Regions from separate parts of the Danio rerio genome. Here region 1 is linked to region 2. The links are chromatin contacts, called in public Hi-C maps. All regions are on one chromosome and are shown on one strand. The core of a region is the stretch at or near the end of the contact, and the rest is flanking DNA. Distances in the headings are between cores, read along the strand shown. Region 1 holds the start of ccm2l (CCM2 like scaffold protein). Region 2 has its middle 18 kb from the start of tcea2.

Region 1 (2,700 bases), core at 26-2,525, 290 kb before region 2:
TTCATTTAATTATAGCAACAAATATGTCGAAGCGCAAGTATAACCTCGAATATGCAAAGTGTGGATTTACATATATTGATGACAAAAAAGGCTTAACACCTGCTCTCACTACATATGACATCCCAGTTGCAAGGACAAACCTGTATACTATTTTCAAAGATGACTCCAATAGCTGAGGGCATCGCTCACAAAAGTGCCTAACATCTTCATGTTCAAGTACAGGCACTTCCGGAATCTTACTATGCTCACCGTGTAGCAAAGGCCAAGAAAGCCCACACAATAGCAGAAGAGCAAATAACTGGTGATTATTATAAAAATGGTTATGATTATTTAAAAATTTTTACTTAAATTTGCAGATTTGTTCTGTTCAACAGGATCAGTGTTAACGGTTCAGTTTAGTTAATGGTAATTTAACTTTTCCGTACCCTAATCATTGTTTACAGTATTTGACGTTTCTACTCTGTATTATTACTATAATTTGATACATTTTTTTAAATGACAGAGATAAAGTATTGTTTATTTGTAAGTCTTGGTAATTTTCCATCACTACTTGTGTATGTTAATAAATAAATACTGAATTATAGTTCCTAAAATTATATTATAGTTCCTAAAAATTTGGGTCGCGGCTTGATGACCATGTAAAAATGTGGCCAAACCAGTTGAGAACCACTGCTGTAATGGGGAAAACCTGCAGGCACTGCTCTTTTGAGTCACTTTTTAAAAATTGCTAAGTAGCCAAATTAATTTTAAAAATTGCTACATCTATTGCTAGGTGCTTTCTGAAAAAAAAGTTGCTACGTTAGTACGAAATGTTGCTAAATCTAACAAAATAAAACAAAATTGCTCAGTTGACAACACTGACTACTCAGTAAATACTGAAAACAACGCAAAAATAAAGTGTAACCAAATATTTTGATTTGAAATTTGGAAGTAATTTGATCAGAACAACACAAATACCATTTTACTCGAATATACACCTAATTAAAAAATAACCCAGAGAAATTCATAATTTTCAGGTCAGCTGAGATATGCTGTGTGAACTAACAAACTGCGTAACCGGCACAAAGTTATCAGCCGCAGGTACACATATACACAGTATGCATAAACAGACGAGGTCACATGATGCAGTTTACAGACAATGAACACACCAAAACAAACACACATTTAAATGAACATAGTTTCGCCATATATAACCATACAGAAGACTTACCTTCTTGGTTCGCTTGGGATCATAGTCCATTTTGACCAGCCCGATGGCTGGCTGTGCGCAAGTGTGTGTGTTTTTGTGTGTCTCTATGTAGGACAGGCCCAATCTCCACTCAGCCCTGTGGAGCCAGGAAACACACTTCCTGCACAGGAAACTCCACCAGAGACTCTGATCTGAATCCTCTGCACCTCCATTCTCAAAGCACTGATAACACACACACACACACACACACACACACACACACACACACACACACACACACACACACACACACACACACACACACACACACACACGCACACACACACACACACACCACTGAATAATACCTTGGCACTAAGTAGAAGTAAGCTGTGTCTCTTCACACAAATTACACCGTGTAAAAGTACCTAAACCACAAATTTATGAAGCAGAACTAAACTAAATTCTAAAGTCCCTCAGCCAGTTATTGAAATGTTATGTCTTTTTCCCGTTCAAAATAAATTTCAAAAGTTTAGTATCATATTTTATTTAATTCATATTAAATAAAAAGCGAACAAGCAAAATGACTAAGACAACAATGGCTGTGAAAAAAAAAACTATTTTTTTTATGATTGCTCACACACTAAAATTAAACTTTTCCCACAATTAGCAAAACCTAACACTTAAGGAGCAAAACACAAGGCCAGTTCTGCACAACTTTAACATTGTCAGTTTCATAGTATTTGCAAAACATTACACACATCGATTGCAAACACTAAACACACTTGGATGCTTTTGACACAAATATTTTTCATAATGGAATTTCCTTGCAATTTCAAAGCAAAGGCCTTCAAATGAACTAACACATGAACCATAGGTTAAACACAGCCATCAGGTGTGCACAAACTGCTGCAAAACTGTAGACACACCAATCAGTTAGAACCACGATAAAAAAGAAAGAGGTATTAAATATTACTCTTCAATAAACATGTTTACAGTAGTATAGCTATAAATATTACTCTTCAATAAACATGTTTACAGAAGTATAGCTATAAATATTACTCTTCAATAAACATGTTTACAGTAGAATAGCTATAAATATTACTCTTCAATAAACATGTTTACAGTAGTATAGCTATAAATATTACTCTTCAATAAACATGTTTACGGTAGTATAGCTATAAATATTACTCTTTAATAAACATGTTTACAGTAGTATAGCTATAAATATTACTCTTCAATAAACATGTTTACAGTAGTATAGCTATAAATATTACTCTTCAATAAACATGTTTACAGTAGTATAGCTATAAATATTACTCTTTAATAAATATGTTTACAGTAGTAAAGTTTTGAATATTATTCTTCATTAAATATGTTTATAGTAGTATAGCTATAAATATTACTCTTCAATAAACATGTTTACAGTAGTATAGCTATGAATATTACCCTTCAATAAACGTTTACAGTAGTATAGCTATAAATATTACTCTTCAATAAACATGTTTACAGTAGTATAGCTATAAATATTA
Region 2 (2,700 bases), core at 163-2,662:
AACAAATAGAAGAAAAAATATTATAGGAAATACTGTTAAACATAATTTGGGAAATATTTATTAAAAAAAAAATCTCAGGAGCGCTAATAATTTTGACTTTAACTGGCAATGGTTTTGAATAATCGTGATTACAATTATGACCAAAATAATTGTGATTATGATTTTTCCCAAAATCGAGCAGCCCTACTATTATATATGTATTTTTAAGTACCAAAAAAATAAATAAAAATCTAAACGCATGCTTAAAATTCCAACATAATAGTGAAAATAATTAAAATAAATAACTTTAAATAATTATTTAAATTTTGCTCACTCGCGCAATCTGCTTGTCAACGTGTCGTAAAGGCAAAATCAAAACAAAAATGGCAGACAAACGTAAATGCAGGGATTCTTCAGAGGCGAAGAAAAAGATTAGACAGTATGACAAAGCCTACCTAAATTTTGATTTTATTGAAGGCCAAGACAAGTTAAAACTGATTAATTAATATTTTCTATACATATTACTATATATCAATATTACACAAACACACACACACACACACATATATATATATATATATATATATATATATATATTTATATATATATATATATACACACACAGTACATATGTATGTGCGTGCGTGTGTATTTATATGGTGGGGGGCTCCAATGTTTGCATATGTTCATGGGGGGGGCCCCAAAGAAAAAGGTTGGGAACCACTGCTCTAAACAACCAATTTTAAACTTTTAGTAAATATATGTGTGTCCTAATAGTGTTTTTAGAAATGTGGGACATATGACTTTATACATCTCAAATAAATGTGTTTGTTTTGTGACCCTTGCGCACACCTAACCCCGCCCCTAACCCTACACAGTGAGGTCACTAGCTCCTTTGAGTGTATTGTGTCTTGAGCTTGCATGTGTGAGTCTGCGTATCTCATCTTGCATATGCAAGTCTGCAGGCAGATACTACTGAATCGGGCTGGCTAAATGAAAGAAAGTAGCTCAGGTTGGGAACAATTGAATAAATGATGACAATTTTTATTTTCTGGCTAAGTTATCCCAGTTAACACAAGTAAATGATGTGATTTCAGCTGAACTGTTGCTTTAAACCATGAAGATGATGAAGGAAGAGGAAGAGCGAGAGTGACAGGAGCCCTCACTGCAGCCAGAGGAAATGCGAACACCTCAGCTTTACTGTCCCGCTATTCTTCTGTCAATCCCCGAGGACAGACGAGGAGAGCGAGGGAGAGATGGGGAAAGAAAACAGAACAAAACCATCCAAACACAAAACAAAAAGCCGTGTGTGCGAGCGCGAGTGGTGACGGGCGGCAGCAGGAGGAAGCGGTGAAGAGGAAGAGCGCGGAGGTGCGTGTGAGAGTGAGAGGAGCGACGGCTTCCCACACAGAGACTCCACACAGCAGCTCCGTGACCCGCTGAGAGCTGCCGAGGGGAAGACCAGCACAGGGTCAAGGCTGAAGGACGAGGGGGAAGAGGGGGGCAAGGCAGACCCGCCGGACGTCTTTATTTTACTGCTCAAACGGGTCTGCAAGCTGACAGTGGTATCTTGAGACAGACCTGAAGGGGGATTTTAGGACTGAGGCGTTACTTCTTGAGAGAGAGAAAGTGTTTTCACAGGACTGAAGCGGGAATGAGGGCAGTAGACAGGAGGTGGCTGAGAGAGTGAGGGTTGTTTTGTTACTGGATTGCACATGCACGTTTTATTATATATTCAGTTGTCTGAGAAATATGTATAATATTTTCCATTTAATTTCCTTTTAATAGTCTGCTAATAGTAAGAATTGTACCTTAAAATAAAGCGACCAATTTATAAAGAAAAAATAACAACAGCTAATTTTAAAATACAGCAGTTACAGTTTGAACCAGAAGTTAACATACAATCTAAAAAAGGAACAAAACCATTTTTTGGCCCATTTCCCCTGACAGAATTTGTGTAACAGAGTCAGATTTGTTGGCTGTCTTGCTCGCACAAGCATTTTTCAACTCTGCCTAAACATTTTCTATAGGATTGAGATCAGGGCTTTGTGATGGCCACTCAAAAAACATTCACTCTGTTGTCCTTAAAGCACATTGTAACTAATTTGGCAGTATGCTTAGGGTCATGGTCTGTTTGGAAGATCCATTTGTGGCCAAGTTTTAATTTCCATGCTGATGTCTTGGAATGTTGCTTCAGTATTTCTACATAATGCTCTTTCTTCATGATGCCATCTATGCTGTGAAGTGGACCAGTACCTCCTGCAGCAAAACAGCCCCACAACATGATGCTGCCACCCCCATACTTTACAGTTGGGATGGTGTTCCAAGACTTGTAAGCTTTCCCCTTTGTCCTTCAAATGTAACACTGGCCGTTATGGCCAATCAGTTCAATCTTAGTTCCATCAGACCATAGGACATATCTCCAAAAATTAGTCTTGTTCCCAGTGTAATTTAGCTAATTGCAATCTGGCTTTTTGTTGATTCTGGCTTGTTGATTTCCCCATGTTGTCACACAAGGAAAGCAGTGTGTTTGAGGTTTTCCTCTAATACTATTCTACAGCTGTGCCTTCGATTAACTCAAATGTTGTCAATTAGTCAATCAGAAACTTCCAAAACCTTGACACCATCATCTGAGCTTTTTCAGAGGCATAATAATCTTATTGTATGTAAACTAGACTTTCAAGAAAAGTTATAACAAATTCTCAAAACAAATCTTGCTCA

The links. Hi-C and Micro-C count contacts between places; a contact is called where the count stands out from the background.
Region 1: a Hi-C map of an unstated tissue shows a contact between it and region 2, with 3 times the contacts expected there. The contact joins the promoter of ccm2l here to the enhancer-like site in region 2. A contact is called at or near these places in 2 of 18 Hi-C or Micro-C datasets (hematopoietic stem cells and an unstated tissue).

What each region holds. Positions count from the first base shown.
Region 1 is chr23:9,165,809-9,168,508 of GRCz12tu, reverse strand. ccm2l (CCM2 like scaffold protein) reads right to left here and starts at 1,275. Exons shown (of 10, transcript XM_692004.9): 1 at 1,211-1,275. The coding sequence starts at 1,240.
Region 2 is chr23:8,879,838-8,882,537 of GRCz12tu, reverse strand. No RefSeq gene overlaps it. Among named protein-coding and RNA genes, the nearest start is that of tcea2, 18 kb to the right of the region's middle. Within about 2 kb of position 1,412, at least 28 of the 62 cell types and tissues checked have an H3K27ac peak or open chromatin away from gene starts, as enhancers often do.